Regions from separate parts of the Mus musculus genome. Here all the other regions are linked to region 1. A link is a contact called in public HiChIP or PLAC-seq and promoter capture Hi-C data. All regions are on one chromosome and are shown on one strand. The core of a region is the stretch at or near the end of the contact, and the rest is flanking DNA. Distances in the headings are between cores, read along the strand shown.

Evidence for each region. Promoter capture Hi-C pulls out the DNA fragments that hold promoters and counts their contacts. HiChIP or PLAC-seq counts read pairs in DNA pulled down with a chosen protein or histone mark.
Region 2: a contact with region 1 is called in an H3K27ac HiChIP or PLAC-seq map of embryonic stem cells, with 3 times the contacts expected there. The contact joins the promoter of Ifi30 here to the promoter of Ccdc194 in region 1. A contact is called at or near these places in 6 of 39 promoter capture datasets (cranial neural crest, embryonic stem cells, hippocampal neurons and 2 more), 1 of 15 datasets of contacts at CTCF or cohesin (embryonic stem cells), 2 of 484 Hi-C or Micro-C datasets (B cells and embryonic stem cells) and 7 of 115 datasets of contacts at active chromatin or transcription factors (SST interneurons, astrocytes, bone marrow-derived dendritic cells and 4 more).
Region 3: a contact with region 1 is called in an H3K27ac HiChIP or PLAC-seq map of embryonic stem cells, with 3 times the contacts expected there. The contact joins the promoter of Hsh2d here to the promoter of Ccdc194 in region 1.
Region 4: a contact with region 1 is called in a promoter capture Hi-C map of stem cell-derived epiblast-like cells, with 2.9 times the contacts expected there. The contact joins the enhancer-like site here to the promoter of Ccdc194 in region 1. A contact is called at or near these places in 7 of 39 promoter capture datasets (cranial neural crest, embryonic stem cells, liver and 3 more), 1 of 15 datasets of contacts at CTCF or cohesin (embryonic stem cells), 1 of 484 Hi-C or Micro-C datasets (embryonic stem cells) and 10 of 115 datasets of contacts at active chromatin or transcription factors (the SCID.adh cell line, acute myeloid leukemia, astrocytes and 7 more).
Region 5: an H3K27ac HiChIP or PLAC-seq map of epiblast stem cells shows a contact between it and region 1, with 4 times the contacts expected there. The contact joins the enhancer-like site here to the promoter of Ccdc194 in region 1. A contact is called at or near these places in 4 of 39 promoter capture datasets (cranial neural crest, embryonic stem cells, frontonasal cranial neural crest and 1 more), 3 of 484 Hi-C or Micro-C datasets (the C2C12 cell line, the G1E-ER4 cell line and regulatory T cells) and 9 of 115 datasets of contacts at active chromatin or transcription factors (bone marrow-derived macrophages, craniofacial prominence, embryonic stem cells and 6 more).

The regions. Positions count from the first base shown.
Region 1 is chr8:71,522,667-71,527,680 of GRCm38.p6, reverse strand. It overlaps Ccdc194 (coiled-coil domain containing 194), which reads left to right and starts at 1,956. Exons shown (of 4, transcript NM_001370849.1): 1 at 1,956-2,296. The coding sequence starts at 1,970. It also overlaps the pseudogene Gm7850.
Region 2 is chr8:70,763,600-70,768,613 of GRCm38.p6, reverse strand. It overlaps Ifi30 (interferon gamma inducible protein 30), which reads left to right and starts at 1,951. Exons shown (of 8, transcript NM_023065.3): 1 at 1,951-2,105; 2 at 3,512-3,694; 3 at 3,820-3,849; 4 at 3,851-3,895; 5 at 3,975-4,067; 6 at 4,735-4,887. The coding sequence starts at 1,983. It overlaps 6330537M06Rik (a long non-coding RNA gene), which reads right to left. Exons shown (of 2, transcript XR_003947402.1): 2 at 1,039-2,689. Pik3r2 (phosphoinositide-3-kinase regulatory subunit 2) reads left to right here. Exons shown (of 16, transcript NM_008841.3): 16 at 1-438.
Region 3 is chr8:72,186,759-72,191,772 of GRCm38.p6, reverse strand. It overlaps Hsh2d (hematopoietic SH2 domain containing), which reads right to left and starts at 2,105. Exons shown (of 6, transcript NM_197944.1): 1 at 2,086-2,105.
Region 4 is chr8:70,866,978-70,871,991 of GRCm38.p6, reverse strand. It overlaps Ccdc124 (coiled-coil domain containing 124), which reads left to right. Exons shown (of 5, transcript NM_026964.3): 2 at 1,918-2,087; 3 at 2,885-3,059; 4 at 3,141-3,255; 5 at 3,347-3,765. The coding sequence starts at 1,929. The coding sequence ends at 3,551. Among named protein-coding and RNA genes, the nearest start is that of Ccdc124, 4.0 kb to the left of the region's middle. Within about 2 kb of position 2,316, at least 43 of the 459 cell types and tissues checked have an H3K27ac peak or open chromatin away from gene starts, as enhancers often do. A contact at or near this core is called in bone marrow-derived macrophages, embryonic stem cells, forebrain and 1 more, where this site is marked.
Region 5 is chr8:70,908,950-70,913,963 of GRCm38.p6, reverse strand. Map1s (microtubule-associated protein 1S) reads right to left here. Exons shown (of 7, transcript NM_173013.3): 2 at 2,915-3,019; 3 at 2,036-2,118; 4 at 1,311-1,451; 5 at 1-1,058. Among named protein-coding and RNA genes, the nearest start is that of Map1s, 5.5 kb to the right of the region's middle. Within about 2 kb of position 2,568, at least 35 of the 459 cell types and tissues checked have an H3K27ac peak or open chromatin away from gene starts, as enhancers often do. A contact at or near this core is called in bone marrow-derived macrophages and epiblast stem cells, where this site is marked.

The DNA of each region.
Region 1 (5,014 bases), core at 707-3,206:
TCTGGGGAGTTTTCCTTCCAAGGGCTTATTGGCTTGAGAAAGGGTAAGACTTTTTTGCTATTTTTAGATCACTCACTCTGTCCCTTTCATACTGGGGACCCTGGAGACTAAGGAGAAACTGGACTAGGAAGCCAACTGCACAATGGTTGACTCTTTCTCTCTCTCTCTCTCTCTCTCTCTCTCTCTCTCTCTCTCTCTCTCACACACACACACACACACACACACACACACACACACACACACACACACTGATCTGAGGAAACACTGGGCTTGTGTGGGTGCCTCAGCTGACCAGTCAGAGAGGCCTCCCCTGGCTCTTGAATTCCTGGGAAATCCCCAATGGGTCACCCCACCCCCACCCCCACCCCATCAGCACTGAAGTGGCTGATGATGGCCGCTTGCTAACCTGTGCCCTATTCTGGAGGGAAAACTCTCATTTTTGCTTCCCACTTTTACCCTGGGCCTGAACCTCAAAGTTGTGCTCCACTTGGTGGTTGAAGGCTGGAGGTGGGGCCTCCGGGAAGCAAGCTGTGCTGTGTGTCTCTGGTGTGTGGCATCGCCTCCCTGGCCCTGATTTCTCATTTTCTTTCTCACCTTCCTTTTCCTTCCTTCAAGTTTTCTTTTGCCCCCCCCTTCTTTATCTTCCCCTCATCTTTTTTGTCATTGTGAGGACAAGGCTGTGACTCTCTTACTGACGACTGGGAAACCCTGGCCTCACCAAGGGAGGTCACTGAGAAGCAGCTGCCAGGGTTGCGTGTTTTGAGCTGTAGAGGGACGTTCCTAGCGGGTCCATCTGCAGGCGGTGACCAGGATCATTCTCCCAGTGTTTTCTCAAACATTGGCTCCTTCTGACACGAGGGAGGCCCGAAGTAGCAGGTGGCCCAGGAAGCAACGCCTGCTTCAGCCTCGAGGTCTGAGGTGGAACCCCGTTCATGCTGGCTGGGGCTGCCTGTTCTAGCAGTCTCCCAGGCTAATTCCATATTTCTATGCAACTTAATATTTTTATTTTGTTTTTACTCTTTTCAGACTAGGCTCAAGATTCCCCTGCCTCTGCCACCCGAGTGCAGGGATCAGAGGCACTCACATGGCCTAAAGCCTTTGAGTACACTTACTGTAAACACATCCTATTTATATTCTAATCAGTGCTAAACCTCCAGCAGACTCCTATAGCCCCGGCTGGTCTCTAACTGCATCCCTTCCCCCTTCCCCAGGCACGCGCTATCACACACAACTTCCTTTTCATTAACACATGAGGTGCACATTCTTTCAGGAATGAGTCCTCCTCCTGTGTGCTGGGCCTCTGTAGCCACAGGATACAGGAGGAAACAAAGATTCGAGGCTTTGTTTTTTAGAGGCTCAGCTTGGAATGTGGGGCAGCCAGGGAAGACTCCGGTAAAATGAAGGTGGGCTCTCAGTATCTGATGACTGAAGGTGTCCCAGGACCCTCAAGTCGGAAAGAAAGATAAGTTGTATTCTGACCTAGGGAGAACCACCACCCACCCCCACCACCCCGAATTCCTCCTGGTCACACACAAAATAAATTAAATGCAGTTTTAAAAAACCCAACTTTTTAAAAGAACCTTGTATCCCACTTGCATGGAATGAATGAGACCGAGCACAGCCAGTGGAGACCTTGCTACCTCCCAGCTCCCAGTCTCAGTTTCCTCATCAACGGAATGAGCTCACCTGCCACCCCTATCTTCCTAACTCGATTTGGTTTTTGGAGTTCTTCCCCATAGGCTCCTGACTGTCACCAGTCACTGGGGTCAGGGGACCCTGGGGCTCGGAGGGGTCTGGTAAAAGGTCCCCCAGACCATTCCTAGAGTCTGACTGAAGATTGAGATTCCTGCGCGCCCTTCCCTACCCCTCGAGAAGCCGCCGATGGACGGGGCGGAACCGTGGGTGTCCTTGGAACCCCAAGGTGCCAATTAAGTGTGAGTGGCCCTTCTGGGGTCAGAGCTACGGCGGGATGGCAGAGCCAGGTCCGGAGCCGGGGCGCGCATGGCGACTGCTGGCCCTGTGCGGGGCTGCGGTGTTCCTGGCGGCCGCCGCGGCTGGAGGGGCCCTGGTGGCCTGGAATCTGGCGGCCTCGACGGCCCGGAGCCCCCGTTGTCCAGAACCTGAGCAGATGAATGCCACGGTGCGGCCCCCAGACTCGGCACCCGAGGTCGAAGAACTGCGGCGACGGCTGGCCGAAGCTGAGCAAGCCCAGGAGAACCTGGTCTGGCAGCTGCAGCGCGCAGAGGGCGACAAGAGGGAGTTGGAGGCTGCGCTCAAGGCCTGCAAAGACAGCCAGGTAGGGGCAGGGGGAAGCCAGAAGTTCCACAAAGAGAGCTTGCTTGTCCATCTCTAGGGCCTCAGCGTCCTCCGGTCTCCAACGGACGGAGAGGAAGTACAGGACCACCTCAGTTTCTCCTATCATCTATAATGTCAGTTCTTTTTGGAGTCTAACTTCTGATCCACTAAGCCCTTGAGCTATGTGAGATTCTGTGCTGGATCTCTCTTTGCTGCCTCACCCCCACTCCAAGTTCCATCAGTCTTATTTTGAGAGAGAGACACTATGTCACCTGTAATTAGGAGACTAAAGTTGGCCTCTTGGGGTGGTACCAGCAGGACCTCCCTTTTCCTGGGTCATCCACTCAGACTCTTAACCCTTTTGATTCCGCAGCCTCACAACTCGGAGTACTCATGATGTCATTCTGCTGTCCTCTTAGCAGAGGCAGCAGGATCAGGAGTTCAAACTCTTCCTCTGCACCATAAAGAGGTCTGGGGCTGCAGGAGGTCCTATCACAAACTGAAACATGTCAAAAAAAATAGCGATTTACAATTATTATTATTATTATTATTTTGGTCACAGGGCAACTTTATTGAGTGGTAGCATGGTCACACCCAGCAAACGTGTTCCCTCTCATTCTCTCTCTCTCTCTCTCTCACCACACACACACACACACACACACACACACACACACACACACACACACACACACACAGAGTCTCTCTCTCTCTCACACACACACACAGCCCTTGCCACAGTCCAGTTCTCAGCCACAGGGTGGGGAGCCTCCTGGATTATTCGGATCCAGAAGCAACAGGTGCCCGAGGGAGGCTCAGGGGGAGGAAGTGGGGAGGGGGTGCAGAGAGCAGGGGTGGGATAGGTTGGGAACACCCACCAGACAGCTACACGAAGAGTGGGATTCCCCGCCCTGGTGGCTTCAGCTTAGCTGCGCCCCCTTCGAAGGAGTCTTCCAAGGTGTGGCTGAACATTCAGGGTTTGGGAAGGGCAGAGTCCCACTCCGTTTTAGTCCTCTCTGTAGGCTGGGGACTGGAGGGCAAGGCGAGCCGGGTCGGTTGTGGGCTGCTTCAGCTCTGGGGCTCCTCCGGAGCCTCACCACCCTCTTCCCCAGCACTGTCGGCTGTCCACAGCGTCAGGTTGTCTCTCAGGAGCTGCATGATCAGGGTGCTGTCCTTGTAGGAGTCCTCACTTAGGGTGTGCAGGTCGGCCATGGCCTCGTCGAAGGTGGTCTTGGCCAGCGAGATGGCCTCCTCGGGGCTGTTGGCTATCTCGTAGTGAAAGACTGAAAAGTTCAGGGCGAGGCCCAGGCGGATGGGGTTGGTGGGCGGCATCTCCTTCTTGCTGATGTCCATGGCCTCCTGGTAGGCTGACCGGGCAGAATCGATGATGCGCTTCTTGTCATCGCCAGTGGCCACCTCGGCTAGGTAGCGGTAGTAGTCACCCTTCATCTTCAGGTAGAAGACGCGGCTCTCTGCATCTCCAGTCCCTTTGATGAGGTGCGAGTCCAGCAGGCCGAGCACTGTGTCGTACACACCTCTGAGCTCGGTCTCTACCTTCTCCCGGTACTCTTTCACCTCGGGGCCCTTCTCTTCTGACCCCTCCTCATTGCTCTTCTGCTCGAAGCTGGACAGGACCCTCCAGGCCGCTCTCTGGCCGGCCACCACGTTCTTGTAGGCTATGGAAAGCAGGTTTCGCTCCTCGCAGGAGAGCTCCTCGCCCTTTTTTCACGGTGCTCTTCATGAAAGCTGCCATGTCTTCATACCGTTTGGCCTGTTCAGCCAACTTGGCCTTCTGGATCAGACTGGCTCTCTCCATGACTGCGAGACGGGAGAACTGGCTGTCTCGAGAGTAACGCTGGGTTCTGCGGCTCCCGATGGCTATGTGCTTTTCTGTGTCACAGTTTATACATCTAATTTCTTTTTTTTAATTAATATTTATTTATTATATGTAAGTACACTGTAGTGTGTCTTCAGACACTCCAGAAGAGAGAATCAGATTTTGTTACAGATGGTTGTGAGCCACCATGTGGTTGCTGGGATTTGAACTCGGGACCTTTGGAAGAGCAGTCGGTGCTCTAAACCACTGAGCCAGCTCACCAGCCCCTATACATCTAATTTCTTTGGTGGCCGCTGTTCTGTGAGGGAAACACAAGACTTAAGGAATGTTGTATCCTAAAGCTACGCCTCCAGCCCCTCACTGGGAAATTCCAGGGAGGGGCTCCACTCCCGAGCCACGCCCCTAGCCCGGTTTTTACTTTTTTACTTCAATTTTGATGGAACCTGACTAAGGTGCCCAGTATGTCCTAGAACTCAGGCTGAGGCCATGCCTGGCTGGAACTCCTGATCCTTCTGCCTCCACCTCCCAAGTGCTGGGATGACTGGAGTATCCTGTCATGTCCGGATGACCTCTGTATTTTAAATCTCAAAATGTCAGGGCAAGTTGAGGCAGAAGAACCACACCTCTGAGTACAGCTTGGGGTACAAAACATCAGGGCTCTAAACCAATACAGGAACAATACAGATGGCCTCCATCTGCTCTCAGCCTGCCTGGGAGAAAGGCATGAGGCAGCAGAGGTCATAACTGCCTACCAGGGTGGGCATGCTGACTGCCCTGCTAGCTGGAAGATGCTTTAAGGAAGCCAGGTCTCTTTTAAAAGAGGGACCAATGTGAGCCTCGGGATACCAGACATTGTCACAATCAGATCTGCCTGAGCTGGTGGCA
Region 2 (5,014 bases), core at 702-3,201, 760 kb after region 1:
CCCTCCCGCTGCGCCTGCCATGTTTACAGAGGCTGTGGGGCCACTGGCCTGGGCGCCCTGAGTTCTTCAAGCCATATCCCCGGGGTTAGAAAGGAACCGCGCTAGGTGGTTTCCAGGAACTCAGGCCTGGACACTCGGGGCCGGGCGGGACCCGCCCCGCGGACCCCAACTTCCCCTCTTAAGGTCGAAGTGAAACCAGTCACAGGGGGTTACCCCGCAGCTGCCGAGAATCTTCCCCACTCTGGCGGGCAAAATACAAACTCTGGCCCTCGCCCAGGCCCTGCGCTGTTCTCCAGACTGTGCAATCGCCTCCCCTTTGGGACAAGGGCCCTGGGTGTGTCCCTGCTCCCTGGACCCCATACCTGCCCAGGGCGGATGGGCAGCAGGTTTTGTACGGTACATTTATTGATACGAATATGAAACATTGTACCTGTTGGCTGAGTGTCTTTGGGGACTGGAATTCCTAAACCCTGTTGCGAACGACAGACTTTGTCCTGCCAGTGGCCATGCCCCATACCCATGTCCTGGCCTGCCAGGGACCCTAAACCCAAGAACAGCCCCTCTTCTGCTGCCCCAGCTCCAGGGTGCTCGGACAGACACAAGCTGTGACGCCCATGTCGTCCTTAACTTCCTCATCAGGAAGAAAGGCAACAACCTCCCAGCCACCCAGGCGGGTGTCGCCTGTCCCTAGTCTCCCTGATTTGTGAGGGGAGACCAAGCTCTGGCCCTCTGCACACTTGCTGACCAGACCCCAGGATCTGTGCTCATTAGCAAAAGTCCTGCACTAGGGTAGGAACACATCAAGACTTAAGCCCATGAGTACTTTGCCAAGTGCTCCCATTCCCCCTCCAGCGCGTTTAGGCTCAGCTAGGACAGTAACGGACAGAACCCGTCCCTGACCCACTACCCTATGGGTTCAGTTGGCCTTGGTCCATGCTGCATCCTGCAAGTGACCTAAGACAAACAGCACCTTGTGACCCCAGAGCCTGGGAAGCTGAGGCACAATCACAAGCTTATTAGCTGGGGAGACAAATCAACAAAAGAGAAAACAAATGTTATCCGTACTCGTGGCCTCAGGGGTGGTCTCTGCCCAGCTTGCAGAGGGGTGAGGGTTGGAATCAAGACTTGGTTAGAACAGAACTCAGCATGTAGCCATCCCAAATCGCCATCCCCTCTAGCTTGCTGTCTCCTACACAGAAAACCCGGTTTTCTCACGCTTGGAGCTGGAACTTTTCCTGCTGGTGCTGCTGTTCTGTGGCCTGTCACTGCTCCAGGGACCCAGGGTTCAATTCTCAAACTGACTTGGTGCAGAGGCTCTCACAGCATGATCCTTTCCTGGCGACTCTATCCACAGTCATGTGTCACTAGCACCCCATTTCACAGACTGGGAAACCGCAGCTGATGGAAAAGGACAGTGTCTGGAGTCCAGGCACATCTCCAGTCTCACACTCAGTTGCTGGAAGCAAGTACCTCAGCTATGTCCTCAACCCAAGCCAGGGCCCAGAACCAGAGATGGGAAGTTGCCCTGCCTAAGCTAGCTTCTTTGCTGTGGCCTGAATCAGCGGAGGTGGGGGGATGTGCCGGGCGGGCGGGGCTGGCTTGCTGTGACCTGGAGTCATGGCAGTAAGAATTAGTGATGAGAATGTGTCACTCCCCCACCTCCGCTGGGCTCTGGGGAAGAACATGAGCCTCCTGTCCCTCGGTCTGGTCGTCACTGTCTGGAGTCCCCCTTCCCATGCCTGATCCAAAAACTTCACGTGACCAGACATGCTAGCCGCGGAGGACTGGAGGCTGGACAGAGTCTTGTGGCCTCGTGATTTGGGACCAGCACCTGGCTGGGGCGGAGCCTTCAGGAAAGGAGTCCCAGGGTTAGAAGGAGCCTGGATGGGGCGTGGACTTAGTGGGTGGGGCCTCCACTTGCTTAAAGTCTCCCGCCTTCCTGGCCTGACCAAGCAGTCCTGCCAGCTTTTTCCTCCGCAGCCATGTCCTGGTCTCCGATCCTACCATTTTTGTCCCTTCTGCTTCTGCTGTTCCCACTCGAGGTTCCCAGAGCAGCCACTGCGTCCCTTTCGCAAGCATCCTCCGAAGGCACAACCACCTGCAAGGTAGGGACCGCAACGCAGGAAGGGGCCCAGGGTCAGATGCCCGCCAGTCTGTCAGCTTAGGGACTTCTCTGCACTTATTCCGTGAACTCGTTTTGGGGAACTCCAATGTCTTCAGGGAAAGCTGTCACGCCCAGGGCCGCCACCCCTAATCCAGTCCCTGAACTCTGAGTACCGTGTCCACGTCCTTTCTCTTCCCCATCTCAGGTCTGAAAAATGCAGCTATCCCCTGCCCGCCTTGCCTGAGCATTTATCAACCACCTACCGGATATGTCTGAGTGAAGAGCTGAGGGATGGGCACGCGCACGGGGTGTGTGTATGTGTGTGAGGGGGGGTGTTCTGCTCCAGACCTGTTGAATCACTGTCTGGTCTCCACCCTCACACAATTCTTGTCGCTTACGGTGTGCGTTCCAGCCGAAGAAGAGAGGGGGCTAGCGTGCTTCTGACCTGGAGCAAACACATGCCCCGCACGCCTAGATCCTTGCTCAGACTCGGCCCGCCCTCCCCGGGGACCGGAAGTCTCTGCACGCATCAGGCACCTTCTGTGTCTAGTCGGGCATCAGACTGGGTGAAGTTTCCCTGGGTCCCTGGAGAGGAAGAATAGAGTCTTCGTGGGTGAAAGGCATCGCTGTGATGCGCAAAATTACAGAGGTGGGGAGGGAGGAGGGACGGAGAGAGATCAAGCGAGAGAGCATGTATTTGGCTTCAGAGTGTGCATCTCTGAACAGACAAAGCTGAGCGAGAGAGCAGCAACTAGAAATATGCATATCTTTTTTTTTTCTTTTACTTTATTTTACTTTATTTTGATTTGGTTTGGTTTTCTGTTTTGTTAATGGAGGGGACAGAGTCTCAGTGTAGGGCTGACTGTCCTGGAACTCACTATGTACAGCAGGCTGGCCTGGAACTCTTCCTCTGCCTCCCGGGTGCTAGTGTTGTCTTAGCACTTCCTGAATATAGTTAAAGATTGTGCATTCGCTGAGCACCTACTGTTTGAGAGCCTGTCAGGTTCCGTTTTGTAGATAAACTGTGATTGCGGAACAGGATCTAGAGTCTCGAAAACCTCAGAGGGGGAAAAAAAAGCCTGGCGGTGGTGGCGCACGCCTTTAGTCCCAGCAATTGGGAGGCAGAGGCAGGCAGATTTCTGAGTTCGAGGCTAGCCTGGTCTACAAAGTGAGTACCAGGACAGCCAGGGCTACACAGAGAAACCCTGTCTCTAAACCCCCCCCCCAAAAAAACCCTCAGAGGGCCCGGGATGTGGCTCACTGGGAGACTGCTCCCCCAACACGTGCAAAGAAACCTTTAGTCCCCAGTGCCACAAGGCTGAACGAACTATAAGGGTCTTGGCATAGGGCTGCCCTCTTCAGGGGTGACCGGGGCCATACCTCACCAGACACCTCTCTTCCTTTCAGGCCCACGATGTGTGCCTCTTGGGGCCACGCCCATTGCCCCCTTCACCACCTGTCAGAGTCAGCCTGTATTATGAGTCCCTGTGTGGAGCTTGTCGCTACTTCCTCGTCCGGGATTTGTTCCCAACCTGGCTGATGGTGATGGAAATCATGAACATCACCCTGGTGCCCTACGGGAATGCACAGGTACTGGGGGCGGGGCAAAGAAACTGAAGCAGGAGGGATGCCAAGGGACAGGAACACCTGGTCACCTGAGCTCACCAGGAACACCTAGTCACCTGAGCTCACCAAGATCCATTGCTATCTTGCAGGAGAGAAATGTCAGCGGTACGTGGGAGTTCCACGTGCCAGCACGGGGAGCTGGAGTGTAGACTGAACATGGTGGAGGTAAGCTGGAGTGCGGACCTGCGGTGAAGGGAGGCGGGATTGGCCACTTTCTCTGGACAACACTTGCCTGCCTCTCCAGGCCTGTCTGCTGGATAAGCTGGAAAAGGAGGCAGCGTTCCTAACCATCGTCTGTATGGAGGAGATGGATGATATGGAGAAGAAACTGGGACCGGTGAGTTGTTGGGTGGGAGGTTGTGCCGCCCTGGCTCCAATATCTAGGCAGGGGATCCATTCCTGAGCCACGCCCCAGGCCCTCACTAGGGGGGTTCTAGGCAGGGCTCCTCCCCAAGTCACACCCCTAGCCCTTGGCGTGACTTTCCCTCACGTAGTTTCTATACAGGAAAACCTTTAGGTCTATGAGCAAAGCCTGGGATCTTCACTATTTGTAGACACAAGACACAGGTGACAGGAGATAAGCCAGGCCGAGCCTGCTTCCCAGAGCATTGTGGGAAATAACGTCCAAAGGTTCACAGCTCTCCAATCACTACTGTGGCTTATCAAACAAACGTCAGGCCTCCCAGCCTCCTGGAGCCTGCGGGACACTCCCAGCCCGACTCCTTTGGTAGGACTGGAGAGTCAAGGAGCCTGAGCACCAAGGAGACACCAAGGAACAGTAGGGTGTTGCCAGCAGAGGGATCGGCATGTAAGGAGGCCCTGAGATAATGAGATACCAGGGGGCAGAGGCTGCAAATCCGGTGTTACTGGGAGGCAAGAGCACCCAAAGACTCAGCTTCAAGGAACCTCCACCCAGACGGACAGTGAGAGGGGAGAGGTCTGTCTGGGGCCACTTGGGGGCTGATGGCGAAATGACTGAACAATGTGTCCCCCTCTTCTCACAGTGCCTGCAGGTGTATGCTCCTGAGGTGTCACCAGAGAGTATCATGGAGTGCGCCACAGGAAAACGGGGCACACAGCTCATGCATGAGAATGCCCAGCTCACAGATGCCCTACACCCACCCCACGAGTATGTGCCCTGGGTGCTGGTCAATGAGGTAAGAACTCTCTAGCCAGCCAGGGCAGCACAGTCTGAGTTCAAAGCCCCAGAGTCATGTAAAAAGCATGGTGGTGTATTCCCCAGCACTGAGTGTTGCTACAGCAGTGACTCCAGGCTCGGTGGTT
Region 3 (5,014 bases), core at 856-3,355, 660 kb before region 1:
TATATATATATATATAATCAATGCATTGTACATCACGTAAATTGTTTATACAGCTATGAATATATAAAGAGGTGGGAGGCATCCTCTTTGTTTGTTCTCTCTCTTCCTCTCTTCTCCTCTCTCTCTCTCCCCCCCCCCCCCCCCCGTGGATTCGTTTATTCCAGGCTGGCCTTATCTTCCCACCTCCACCTCCCAAGTGCTGGGATGACAGGGCTATTCTACCAAGTCCAGTTTACACTGTGCTGGAATATACCCCAGGCTATGGCTACATACCTGTAATGGCACTTGGGAGGTAGAGGCAGAACTACCAGGAGTTCAAATCTGGCCAAGGATACACAGGGAGATCCTGAATTAAAAATGCAAAGCCAGAGGCTGGAGAGATGACTCAGCGATTAAGAGCACTGACTGCTCTTCCAGAGGTCCTGAGTTCAAATCCTAGCAACCACATAGTGGCTCACAACTACCTATAATGAGATCTGACACCCTCTTCTGGTATGTCTGAAGTCAGCTACAGTGTACTTACATATAATAATAAATAAATCTTAAAAAAAAAAGAAAAGCCAGATGTAGTGGTGTACATCTGCCATCTTAGTACTTACAGAAGGAGACAGAAGGGTCAGACGTTTCTAGGCCAGTCTCAAAACAAAACAAAAACCTGAATTTCTCCTAATATCTGGTTTTTATTTATTTAATTGCTTTTTGTTTTCAAAAAAGATTTTAATTTTTATTTATGTGTATGTGTGTGCCTCTCTGTGTGTGAGAATGTGTGTGAGTGTAATAGCCATGTGTATGCAGGTACTACTGGAGGCCAGAAGAGGGCGTTGGATCCCTGGAGCCAGATTTACAGGGGCCATTAAGCTTATGCAGGCACTGGGAACTAAACTCAGCAACTCTGCAAGAGCAGTGTACACTCTTAACTGCCGACTCTCCAGCCTCATTCTAATATTTAAAAATTTTGAATGTGTATGGGGGGGGTGACCATGTGTACAGACACGTGTGTGTGCAGCTGTGTGTGTAGGCCTGCAGCTGACACTGGCTCTTCCTCACTTACTCTTCACTGTATGGATTGAAACAGTCTTTGAATGAAGGTTGGCTGCCTTGCCGAGTGTGACTAGACAACGTCCCTAGGAGGGTCTCCCACTGCCTCCTTTCTCTTCTTTTTTTTTTTTTTTTTTTTTGTCTTTGTTTTTTTTCAAGACGGGTTTTCTTTGTAAAGCCCTGGCTGTCCGGGGAACTTGCTCTATAGACCAGGCTGGCCTTGAACTCAGAGATCCCCCTGCCTCTGCCTCTGCCTCTGGAGTGCACCACCCACTTCAGTTTACTTCCCCTTTTTATTTCATTATTCACTGTGCTTCACAGGCAGAGACAGGCACATGTTTGCCACAGTGCTCTAGTTCTGACCGTGTTCAAGCACATTGGAGTCTAGGCCTCCAGGAGTGCAACAGACAATCCTGTCCAGGCTATCACCTACCAACATGTCTCCCAGAGTGTAGCACCATCATGAAGCAGATACACGTGTCTCTAAAGTACAGCTGAACCCAGCTACATGCTACACAGAAAGGTCTCAATGTTTATTCTCTTTCTACTTCAGAACACTCCTACAAGTCTTTCAAGACTCAATACAAATGTCCCTTCCTCCAGCCAGCTTCCCTGCCTCCCCTGCTCAAACAAAACCCTGGCCACAGTCCCACCCTCTCCCGGAGCTTCTCAGTTAAATTCCTTCCTTTCTCTGGCAGCTCCAGTAAAACCCCGTGGGGCCGGAGGGGCTTTACCTCTCTCTGCCTTCCCCTCGTGGTTTTCTTGGAACACTTGGTTTCTATGAATCAGGTCTCACCATGTAGCTAGCTGAAACCAGCCTCAAACGTGTACAGCCTGCCTCGGCCTCCAAAGCGCTGCAATGACTTGTGTGGAGAGCCATGCCAGAGTTTAGCCCTTGCAATGCTTTCCTCCTCTGGTAAACCCTTCTCTCATCTTCTAGCACCACTACACCCAGTGCTGAAGTCCCAGAGCCTCTGAAGCTGGGGCATGTTGGGATGCAGGGATGCCAGGATTCTGGATGCAGGGTGCAGGATGTAGGATGCATACCTTGGACAGCTTGGGTTGTGTTCCGAAGGGCTCTTGAGCTGGCTTGAGCTGGAGTTTAAGTTTCGGTTCAGGGTCCACACGTCAGAGGGGCAGGGCCAGGAGCCTCAGTCAGTTCCTGTTTCCTCCAGCAGGTGAACAGGGTGGGACCAGAATAACTCTCAAGGCTTGAGTCTGAGGCTGGAGTTGTTCTTGCCAAGCCTTGCTCAGTACTTACTCTCTACCAACTCTATGGAATCGCTGAGACAGCTGCCGCCCTGCTTCCCAATATTGGTATTCTTCTAGTTTTTTTCCCCCTTGAGATACAGCTTTATGCACCCCAATTGGGGTGCTGAAGTAGACTCTTGCCTCGACCTCAGGGTTTACCATCATGCCAAGATTATGCATTGCTGGGGATGGAACCCAGGGCTTCATGCTTGCTAAGTGAGCTACAATCACTTTACCTACTGAGCTACAAGCACTCTACCTACTGAGCTAGATTCCCAGCCTCTTAACAGCAACCTTGAAGTAGTCATAGGTCAGGAAATGGGCATATGGCAATCAGAGAGTGAAAGGCAACAAGTAGGAGAGGCTGCTTGGGGGGGACAGGATACAGGAACAGTATGCATATACAGGACAGGGAACTGCATATGCCCCAGACATGAAGGAGACATGAAAGGACAGACTTGCTGCACACACAACACCTATCATACCTTCCTTTGCAAAACTCATTTGAAATATCATTCTACAGTCATGTTGCCCTCTAGGCCAACATCAAAGCAAGATGGCTTGGGTCTGTAGTTGCAGTACTCAGTAGCCTGAGGCAGGAGGATTTGGGGTTCCAGGCTAGCCTGGGCTAACATAGGGACATTCAAACTCAATATCCAAACTAAACCAAAGCAAGAAAGCAAGCAAGCAAGCAAACAAACAAACAAACAAAACAAACTGGAGTAAACCATAGAGTCCATCTATCTTATTCTGGTTTTTTTCTCCCTTCTGTTTTTTATTTTTCTAAAACAGGATCTCACAGCATCCTGGCTGGCCTGGAATCCACAGAACACTGAGGATGATGTTGCATCTCTGCTCTTCCTGTCTCTATCTCCTGGGTGCTGGGATCATAGAGGTGTCTGTATTTTCTGCGATACTGGGATGGGACCCAGGAGTTCTTTCACCATATGTGAGTACCCTGCCAACTGAGCTGCAGACCCAGTCCATGCCTGATTTTTCTTCTGATTTTAAAATGAACTACAATGTATGTGCACACTCTGGGTCCTGGGTGATGTGTCCCTGTACCTAACAGGCATAGCTGACTTGGCTGTAAGCTTCCTGGCCCACCCCTTCTTGCCTCTGCACCCAGTGCATTTCCGTCTTGCCTCTGCACCCAGTGCATTTCCACCTATCCTGGGTCTTTGGAATGAACACTTTCTAGGATAGAGTTGGTGCCTCTCTGACCCCTGCTCCTCTCCAGGGTGGCATAGGCTTGGGAGTTTCTGGGCTGCAAAGGTCCAACAGTGGAGGAAACCAGTGTAGGCTCTGATGATAGACCCACTTAAGGGCCCAAGGGTTCAGCTGAGTCAGCACATCTGGGCAAGTTATTGTGACTTAATTCATTGACTTTTGCCTAGACTCAGGATGAGATGTGCTTTCACTGGCGGGGCCAACTTCATAGAACTCACTTGACCTCTCCAATCCTCCTCACACTTTGTTGCGCAGGGCTGGTCCTGTGGGGTTCTCTTGTGTATGTGACTCAGTCTTGGAGAACATGAGCTGTTTTGGCTTGGCTCTTTGTCCACCCCACTTCTGAGCAGCTTGGGGACTGTGGTCCTCTAGACTAACATCTTCTTGTCAGTCTGTCAAAGTAGAATTCCCCCACCCTCATGTCTCTGATTAACAAATGGACACAGCCACAGCCTCCAAGGGAAGTGAAAGGAAAACTATCCTCTCAGGACCCTCAAGACCAAGTTCTCAGCACAAAGGAGATTTATTTACTCTAGAGGGATAGGGCAGGGATAAGGTACAAAGACAGGAAGGAGAGGAAGAAGGGAAGAGAAACAAAGGAGAAGCAAGGGAGGGGATGAGGGGTATTTGCTTAGGAAGGGGACAAAGTACTGCCTCTGGATAGAGGAGACTGATGTGGCCCATAGGCAAATATCGGTTCATAAAGGGGGAAACCCTGTCTTAGGATGAGGTGTTTAATTTAAACTGAGCATGTGTACTGGCTGGTTTTATGTGTCAACTTGACACAGCTGGAGTTATCACAGAGAAAGGAGCTTCAGTTGAGGAAACGCCTCCATGAGAGCCAGCTGTAAGGCATTTTCTCAATTAGTGATCAAGTGGGAAAGGCCCCTTGTGGGTGGGACCATCTCTGGACTGGTAGTCTTGGTTCCATAAGAGAGCAGGCTGAGGCAAGCCAGGGGAAGCAAGTCAGTAAGGAACATCCCTCCATGGCCTCTGCATCAGCTTCCTGACTTGCTTGAATTCCAGTCCTGACTTCCTTGGTGATGAACAGCAGTAGAAGTGTAAGCTGAATAAACCTTTTCCTCCCTAACTGCTTTTTGGTCATGATGTTTGTGCAGGAATAGAAACCCTGTCTAAGCCGGGCGTGGTGGCGCACGCCTCTAATCCCAGCACTCGGGAGGCAGAGGCAGGCGGATTTCTGAGTTCGAGGCCAGCCTGGTCTACAAAGTGAGTGCCAGGACAGCCAGGGCTACAGAGAAACCCTGTCTCGAAAAAAAACCAAAAAAAAAAAAAAAAAAAAAAAAAAAGAAACTCTGACTAAGACAAATTGGTACCAGCATAGTGGGGGTATTCCTGTGACAACCTGATCATGTTTTGAGGAGGACTGTGGAAGGACTTTGGAACTTTGGGCTAGAAGATCCATTCGGTGTTAAAAGCTCTGTCAGATGTTGTGTAGGAGCTTGGAAGATAATGTTGCGAACAGTGCAGAAGATGG
Region 4 (5,014 bases), core at 1,067-3,566, 660 kb after region 1:
ATCCCTATGAGAAAACTGAGGCCAACAGGAGCGCCTTGACCACAGGGACCCAAGTTGCCACGGTCCTCCTTGCGCTTTGTCTGATGGCCCATTTGAGGCCAGACAGTGCTTAGGAGCCAGTCAGGGCCCTCACCCTTCATGAACTGGCCTCATAGCCTGCTCTCATGATCCCTGCCCACATGGTGTTCACACCCAGCAGTGCCCACGGGAGCTGAATGGGACTTTGTAAGCCAGATAGGAGTGTGTCCCCAGCCCTGCCCCCTCCTCTTTCCTACCCCTCACTCACCCACCAGAGCTTCCATGGACCCCAATGAACACACAGCCTCATTCCTGCCACTGGACCTTTGCATGCTCTGAGCTGTCTGTGGGGAGTGTCTCCTGATAGGATGCACAGGGTCTCCTGTAGAGGGAACAGAGGGCCTGAGGGTGGGAATTCCCTGGTGGTCCCCGGCCACTCAGAACTGTCTCCCTCACTCTGAAGCACTGGGCGGGAGCTCGGTGCATAAGTCTGAGGCCCAGTGGGCTGCAGCCCTTGAGCCAGTGCATGCTGGGTGTGGTTCTTTCTTTGTGTAGCTAAGATGGCCTGAAACTTCTGGTCCCCATGCCTCAGCCTCCCAGGGACACACCACCACACCTGACAGGAACAGGGGTGCTCCCCTCACCTGAAGGCCAGACTCCTCAGTTTGGTCACTTACCCTGGGGATGCCTGAGCACCCCACAGTTGAGGTTCTGGGGGCCTACCGTGGAGTCAGTCTACTACAATGTCTCTTCCAGGCACATTGGCTGTGTGTCCTTTCATCTGGTGGGGTCCAGTGTAGGCTCACAGGCCACAGAGTGTCCCCCATCTACACAGTCTAAAATAGGACACCCCAACAGCCATCACCCACCTTGCAGGGTTCCAGTACACTGTGACTTGTAAAAGCCCATACCTTGGTGGACGGTTAGATATGCTCCATACAACATATGCCACCAGAGGCTCTGACACGACACAAAACCCAGTGCTGAGTGACAGCAGCCAGACAGAATTCCACATGGTGAATAGTCTGTTAACCGGAAATACCTCCAGGGACAGGCAGAGGGGAAGTAGCTCAGGAGCTGGAGCAAGGAACGGAAGTGACAGCTGATAGGATTGGAGTCTTCTGGAGTACGCAGTGTTGGTCTTTGCACAACGTTGTAATTATAGTTTTAAAAAAATTATTTCAGTAGGCTGGAGAGATGGCTCAGTGGTTAAGAGCACAAGGTCCTGAGTTCAGTTCCCATCAACCACATGGTGGCTCACAACCATCTGCAATGGCACCCGGTGCCCTCTTCTGGTGTGTCTGAGAAGAGCGACAGTGTACTCACATACATAAAATAAATAAATCTTTTAAAATTAATTATTTTTTCAAGACACCCTGGCTATCCTGGAACTTACTCTGTAGACCAGGCTGGTCTTGAACTCAGAAACCCGCCTGCCTCTGCCTCCCAATGCTGGGATTAAAGGCGTGTGCCACCACCGCCCAGCAATAAATCTTTTTTAAAAAATTGTTCAAAAGCCTCAGAAGAAACACAACAGTAGAGCCCCTTCCTAGAATCACCAGGGAGGGGTGAGGACATGGCTCAGGGCTAGAGCCCCTGTCCTCCAGTGTGGAGGTTCAGGTGGAGCTCCCTCCGCCCTGTGGAGGCCCTGCCTACGTTTTGTGGGTACAGAGTTGTTATATATGTTAATAAAATGAGAGGAAATGCTGACTTGAGGGACTCGCTGCTCCTTGCTATCCTAATAGCGTCCAAGGGTCAGACAGGATCATGTCAGGCCAGCCTGCTCTACATAATGAGACCCTGTTTTTTAAAAAATCGCTTTTGCAAGCAGTCTGTAAAGTCTTGGAGATGGGTGGGTCCTAGTCACAGTCCAGCCCCTCCACGGTGTCCTTCCTGCAGCCTGCTGAGGGATGCCCAAGAAGTTCCAGGGCGAGAACAGCAAGTCGGCAGCTGCCCGAGCACGGAGGGCTGAAGCCAAGGCGGCCGCTGATGCCAAGAAACAGAAGGAGCTGGAAGATGCTTACTGGAAGGATGAGGACAAACACGTGATGCGGAAGGAGCAACGCAAGGTGGGCGGCATGGGCTTCGGTGTTGAAAGGTGGCTCGAGGTAGCCATGGAGGGATGCATACTCAGAAGCTAGCTGAAGTGGGTCTGTGTTTGTCTCCAACCTTATTGTGACATTCCTGACCGAGGCCTGTCTTGAGCCAGCCCCAGGTGCCTACTTGGTACTGGAGTGGTTCGGGCTTGGTGCTGACGTGTCTGCCCACTAGGTGGCAACAGAGACCCTGTCTCCACAGCAGGCCTCGCCCTGCTATCCAGGGGGTTGGTCATTGTTCTGTTTCTATCACCCAGGCTGGCCTGGAACACCCGGGCTCAGCCTCTCCACCTGCCTCAGCTCCCCCTGCAGCTTGGTGGTACTCCAGGTTCGCACCATGATCAGAATTCTGTGTGTCTTTCTCAGTACTGATGACCTTCTTTTGGGATGAGCTGTCCTGGTGCACGACCCTGCCCAGACCCTCTGTCCCCAGAAGACAGAGTGGGAGTGGGATGTTCAGAGCTAGTGGAGGAATTCCACAGGGCAGGGTGCTATTCAAAAGCCATGTAGCGAGATAGCGCTGAGGCAAAGGAGCCTCCGGAAGATGCTGCCTTCAAACACCTTTGATTTTGACCCCAGATAGGCATTCCTCTCTGCCTTTGGGGTAAAGGCACATGGAAATACCCTTGTGAAGCACTTTAGCTGCCCAGGTCCTTTTGTACAAGGGTGCCCTGGGGGGATAGGGAAGGAGGGAGCAGCGCCCTCTTGGGTTCCACCCTGGGCACCCAGGCAGCTTCTGTCTACATAGCCTTCCCCTGTTGCCCCTGCAGGAGGAGAAGGAGAAGCGACGCCTGGAGCAGCTGGAGCGCAAGAAGGAGACGCAGCGCCTGCTGGAGGAGGAAGACTCACGGCTCAAAGGCGGCAAGGCCCCACGTGTGGCGCCCGCCAAGGTCACACGTGCACAGATCGAGGACTCGCTGCGGAGAGAGCAGCGGGCAGAGCCAGGTGTGCATGTGGCCTGGGGCAAATCCCCCGAGGGCTTCGCGCCAACGCCTCGTTCTCATATTCTGTCCCTGTCACCCACAGTGGAAAAGGCTAAGAGCCACCTAGAGCTGCCACTGGAAGAGAACCTTAACCGGCGCCTGCAGGAAGAGGGCAGCGTGGAGGCGCGCACTGTGGAGGACGCCATCGCAGTGCTCAGGTGGGCGGGGCGGGCTGTGTGGGCGGGGCCCTGAAGAGGAGAGTTTGTTGGGGCGGGACTTAGGTCTGGGTCCTGACTCCTTGACTTGCAGTGTGGCTGAGGAAGCTGACCGGCATCCTGAGCGCCGGATGCGAGCGGCCTTCACCGCGTTTGAGGAGGTGCAACTGCCACGGTTGAAGCAGGAGAACCCCAACATGCGGCTGTCGCAACTGAAGCAGCTGCTGAAGAAGGAGTGGTTGCGCTCCCCTGACAACCCGATGAACCAGCGCGCCCTGCCCTTTAATGCGCCCAAGTGACAGAACCAGGCTGAGTCCAGCTTGTCTGAGTCAGCTCATCCCCCTCCAGCCAGGCCTGACCAGGGATTCATAGAGTTCCGGGCCTGGGATTCTCCCAGCTGCGCCATAGGTCATCCTCAACAACCCAGAGGGTCCCTGCTCTGACATCCTAGTCCCCGTGAGCCCTGCAGAGCCCAGTGGAGTACCCTCCCAATAAAGGCTGTGGCGAGGCTGAGGCCCATGTCTGTATGTGTGGTGGGTCCCACAAGGGTGACAGGAGGGGCTGGACTTGCACGCCCCCTGGATAGGGCAGGGTGATTGGAGAGGCTTGAAGTCAGTCACACAGCAGCGGTGGAGCTGCAGGTGCCCACCCTGAGCCTGAGGTGTAAGGCAGTTTTCTCCAGGCTGACACACGGAACACAAATGTGTGGGGCTGGCTGAGGCTGTCTGGTAAAGATCATTGGCCATGATGGAGAAGAGTATAGGCTTTGAACCCAGAGCTGCTTTTTCTAGCAGCATTAATACTGAAGAGCTGAGAGGGAGCTGGAGAGAGACCCATAAGCCTGTGGGCAACGCTAACTGCATGACATTGTGAGGCCGGCTGGCTTGCACCCTGGCAGTGTCCCCATCTGAAAATGGCTGGTGAGCACCTTTGAGAGGCAATGGTCAGACAATCAGCAGCACGTACTGAATGTAGAACTTAGTATTCAACAGACTCGGGCACTGAACTTATGTTCTGCTCCTGATCATAGGACATTAAGATGGCCTGTCGCCGTGCAGTGGTGGCGCACACCTTTAACCCCAGCACTCGGGAGGCAGAGGCAGGAGGATTTCTGAGTTTGAGGCCAGCCTGGTCTACAGAGTAGTTCCAGGACAGCCAGGGCTATACAGAGAAACCGTGTCTCGAAACCAAAAAAAAAAAAAAAAAAAAAAAAAAAGGCCTGTCATGGGGAAATTAAGGCACAAGGGTAGGCGTGGGGGTGGGGATTTATCAAGTCCTAAAATACTGACACCTGACACACATGACGTTTTTCTTGTACCAGGAATGATGCAGGTGTCCCCTGCTCCCAAGGGCTGGGGCTGGGATGAAGGGATAAGTTTCATGGAGTGGGCCTTTGAAGAATGTGAAAGAGTCCTATACCTAATCAAGAGGGACGGGCCATTGATGCCAAGGGAGTGACACACTGATGCTGGATGTGGCTGGAAGTATAGCAAGATACATCAGATTAGTAGAGTGACTCCAGCCCCACAACTGGAAAGTCAAAAATTCCTAACCTGGGCACGGGGCGCGTGCCTGCCACCCCAGGCCTCCAGGCAGAGTCAGGAGTTCCTGGTCACCCTTTGCTCTATGGTGGCTACATGGTCTTAAAGGCCTCGTGGGGAGAAAAGCCTACTAAACCGAACAAGTCCTGCAGCGCACCAAGAGGCAGCCCTGGGAACAGGGGGTGCCTGGTATCCCTGCAAAAGACCTGGAAGCCTTGGTG
Region 5 (5,014 bases), core at 1,319-3,818, 610 kb after region 1:
TCCTTCTTCTGGTCACGAGTGGCCAGGGCAGGCTCCCTTCGCACTGTACTCCTGTTGGCAATGCTGCCAACAGTGCCACGGACTGGCTCCTTGCGTGCACTGTCCCGCGAGGCCAGACTGTCTTGGCTGTTGGCCCTGGAGGGCGCTTCCAGGTCATGCGTGGTAACTACTGGCCTGCGCAGGCACGGCAGGTGCTGCAGGCGCTGTAGCCCATCCAGCAGGCGCGCGGGCGGCGTGCGGCCAGGAAATAGTACACGCACAACCTTGTCGCCAGGCGCCGCTGGCTGCCACACGAGCAGAGCACAGGCAGGCGCTGCAGGGTCCCCAGGAGGAGGGTGCAGCACAAAAAGCTCTAGGCGGCCTACGCCCAGCTTCTCGAAAAGGACAGTGGGGCAAGAGGGCTGTGGGCCACGCTGCAGTGGCAGAGGCGCAATGCCCAGGCTCCGCAGCAGGCTCCGAGCACACACAGCCTCGTCTTCGCCCCCACGCAACCGAGAAGCAGCCTCACGAGCATTCAGGAACACCACACCCAGCGCAGGCGACAGCAGGCGACGTAGCCGCTCCTCATGCTGTCCCTGTGGTCCTGCGGCTGCTTCGCGCTCTGCCAGCTTGCGGCGCAGCAGGCTGTTGAGGCCCGGCAAGCTGTCAGCACCCGCGTGGGTCACAAGGACAGCGTCCACGCGATCCAGGTGGCGCACCAGCTTCCAGAAGCTCGACTTGGGGTTGGAGCCACCATTCACCAGCACTGTAAAGCCGTTGACAGCGAAGAAGGCGGCGTCTCCCAAGCCACCCGGGAACACATAGCAACAGGGCCTTGCTAAGCGCAGAAAGCCGCCCGCAGCCGGTGGCTCCAACAACTCGAAGGGCGATGGCGGCTCCAGCGACTCAGCCACATACTCCAGGAAGGCACGAAGGCCCTCTGAGGCCGGCAGCTGCGCGGGCGGATTTAGTCGCAGCTGCAGCCCGGGCACAGGGCCCAACAGTGCCCAGTCCCCAAAGGTTGGACAGGACACAGTGAGGGCTGGGGCAGCTGGTGCTGAGGCCAGTGCATCCTGGACCTGTGGGGCAAGCACAGGACCACCTGGACATGAAGACTAGACACCACTTCCTCTAACCCCCACCAGCCGCCACTTGTCACCCCGGGCCTACCTACCAGGGTCTCTGGTGGAGTTGCCTTCCTAGCCCACGGCCCCGTTCAGTGTACCCTCCCCACTCACTGCACTGTGCAGTGGATGATAGGCTTCGGAGCCCTTCTCTCACCCTAGAGCACAGGCTTGGGAAAGGGCGGAAGGGTCATGGGAACCACTTACCTCTTTGTCCCCCAGCACCTGCAGGAAGTGGTGGGCCGAGAACCCCCCAGTCTGCAACAGCAGTTCCCCAGTCTCCTCCAGGCAGGGCCCGGCCAGGACCAGCAGCTTGTGAGGGGCGGGGTCCATCAGGAGGTTCCGGAGCTGTGGGTAAGGTGGGCAGCCCCGTGAGTGGCACTGGACCAGGCCCCAGCTTTGAACTCATTGTCAGAGGCAACTGAGAGGCTGAAGGAAAGCAGAACCAGCAGGTGTGCCTACCACAGCCCTCCCCTTCCCTGAGGCCAGCTGGCATCTGCCTGCCAAGCAGGGCTCCTTCACCGTGAGACTCCTGTGAAGACCCACCTAGCCCTTTCTCCATCTTTCTTTAGGCACAGGCTAGCCCTCACCTACCTGCTTCTGCCTCCTCCTGCTGGGACAACAGGCCTGTGACAACATTCCCAGATCAATTTGTGACATGCATCAGAGAGTCCCAGAGCTGTCTTAGACTGGGAGGAAGGTGCAGGCTGGCCAAAAGCAAGACTCCTACCACCCAGGGCAGCTCCTGCCTGGGCCAGGTAGAGGCTAAGCCAGGACATTGGGTTCCATGGGTTCCTCCCACCTGCCTCCAGCTCATCAGTGCATTCCATGACCAGCCTTCCTGCCCCAAGTCTACAAGAGGAAGTAGGTGCAGAAGTGTCAAGCACATATGCTGGGTCAGGAGTGAGGACAGCACAGGGCCCTGCTCCTACCTCATCACACAGGGACTTGTCTGAGGGGTTCAGCAGGACCAGCGTCTCCAAGGTCTCTCCACGGTGGTGCAGGCTCCGCTGCCCTGTGGGATGACAAGCCCAGGCCCCGGCTCAGGCTGCCTAATCCCAAATCCTACCACCAGGGGACCCTCAGGTACTGAAGCTGCAGAACCCACAGCAGGGTGCCCCAGCTGAGAGCAAACAGGAAAGAAAATGGAAGAAGCCCATGGGTGCCCTGGGCCTCAAGCAGGGACAACACAGATGATCAGCCAGGGGTGCTAGACTGCGTATCAGCACCAGCACAGCTCAGCACCTAAGCCAGGAGGACACACAGGAGGCTCTACATGGCAGACAGCAGCTTCAGCCCTCCCCTGCAAGACCAGGCCAGAGAAATGTGACTACCCAGAAGGGGCGTCCAGAGGGCTGTGGTCACACAGTAGGTCACTTCCAGCTTTTTCTCCAATGGATCAGGGGTCAGGAAGCCACTACGACCCAAAGGGACACTTCCTTCCCCTCCTGCAGCTGTAGGTGGTGACTCAACCCACTGGGCAGGGACGAGCTACAAGCAATACCCATGAAAGGGCTGCTCTGGCCACCCCAGGATCCCAAGGAAATCGCCCTGCACCCCATCTCTGCTTCCCTATTGGTTCTCAGCCCTGAGGGCCCCTCCCTAAAGTCACTACACCCTTCTGTAAGTTAGGGACAGAGCATATGACTTTCTTCTACTGTCCAAAACCAAGGCAGCATCCACAGGCCAGAGGTACCTCTGTGCAGGCCTTAGCACTGCCTCACCCCACGCCCGGCATACAGCTGCCACTCAGCAGCTCAGCACCCAGAGAGGAGCAGGAGAACTAAGGGAGGCAGAGTGGGGCAGGTCACCTTTCACAATGCTGGAGAAGGTGGCTGAATGCCGGGACACGAAGGCCTTGAGCTGCTCATCCAGGCTGCAGACAGCGGGGTCCACATCCTCCCAGGAGCGAACACCTGCAGGCAGCAGGAGACAAAAGCTGAGTGCCAGCGCCCTCCCTCCCTTCTGTCTGCTTGGCTCCCGTGGCTTAGCTCCTGGGAAGGCACAGTCAAGGGGCTCAGGGAAGCCTCAGCATCTCTGACTTGAGGCCTGACCAACAAGATGACCAGTCCCTGTCTGGCCATCCGCTTCACATCTCTGCTCTATTAGAATCCTCAACTTTTGGGAGATTTTTCTGTATGCACATGTATGCATGTGCACACCTATGTACTCCTCCTCTGCTGAAGTCACCTTTTGGTGAGCATTTACATGGGACACAAATATCTTCACATCCTTTGCCCATTTGGAGAGATCTATCCACATACTTCTTCCCCAGATGTCTTTCTCACCAATTTTCCAATTGTGATCTTTCCAAGTCCCTGACCATCCAGCCAATCCATTGGCTACAGCCCATGAGTCAGTGAATAATCGTACATCTGGCCACTTCTTCTTACAAACAAACTGTAATACCATGTGTACTGCCCGAAGTTCTGCCCACTGTGAAGATTTCCCTTCACCTGTGTCTTTCAAGGTTGTCTCAGAAAGGGGTTGTAATGCTGCAGCTGTCCACTTCTGGGTGGTGCCTGCATAACGTGCAGAGCCATCAGTAAACCAGGCTCTAGTCTTCTCCTCTTCGGTCAGTTGATCATAGGGAACACCCCATGAGGCTATAGGCGTATGCTTGGCAGCAGATGGCATTGTAACAGGAGTAGAAACCATAGGCATTTGAGCAACTTCTTCATGTAACTTGCTTGTGCCTTCAGGACCTGCTCTGGCCCGATCACGTATATACCACTTCCATTTGATAATAGACTGCTGCTGCGCGCGTCCCACTTTATGACTTGCAGGGTCTGATAGTACCCAGCTCATGATGGGTAGTTCAGGTCGCATAGTAACTTGGTGTCCTATTGTCAAACGTTCAGTTTCCACTAAGGCCCAATAGCCGGCCAAGAGCTGTTTTTCAAAGGGAGAATAGTTGTCTGTAGAGCTTTGCTCCAAAATCCCAAAGGTCTTTTCTGTGATTCACCTACAGGGGCCTGCCAGAGGCTCCAAACAGCATCTCTATGTGTGAGCACGCACATGTATTGAACTGTGTGTGTGTACCACATGGAGGCCAAAGGTCAACACTCAATGCCCTCCTCAACTGTTTTGGATCTTACATTCAGGGACAGAGTTCCTTAGTAAATCTTCAGGTCATCAACTGGGTGGGCTGGCTCCCAGTGAGCGCCCAGGGTTACCCTGTCTCCACATCTCCTGTGGGATTACAGGCACACACTGCCAAGTTGAGCTTTCATGAGAGTCACAGCCATCTTAGTCACTGAATTTGGGGTATCAGTCTCACACTAACACAAACTGGTTTGCACAACAGACCTCTTGCCTCAAACTTCCCAAAGTGCTGAGATCGCACACCTGGCTCTCTTAGGCTACTCCCACCTGAGAAGGACCCCATGTACCTTTCACCAGTGTGCAGAGTCTCTAACTGCGTCCCCCTCCTTCAGACTCTAAGTCAGGCATCACTCTAAGCCAGTGGTTATCAACCTTCCTAATGCTTGCTGTGAGCCTTTAATACAGTTCCTCGATGGGCGGTGGTGGCGCACGCCTTTAATCCCAGCACTTGGAAGGCAGAGGCAGATGGATTTATAAGTTCAAGACCAGACTGATCTACAGAGTGAGTTCCAGGACAGAGGACGGCCAAGGCTACACAAAGAAACCGTCTCAAAAAAAAATAAAATAAAATAAAGAAAAAGGGGGGGGAGGAGGCTGGCGAAATGGATCAGCGAGTAAGAAAACTGATTGCTCTTGCGAATGTCCTGAGTTCAAATCCCAGCAACCACATGGTGGCTCACAACCACCTGTAATGAGATCTGACACCCTCTTCTGGTGTGTCTGAAGACAGCTACAATGTACTTACATGTAATAATAAATAAATCTTTGGGCCAGAGCGAGCAGGGACTGAGGGTACAGAGTTGACT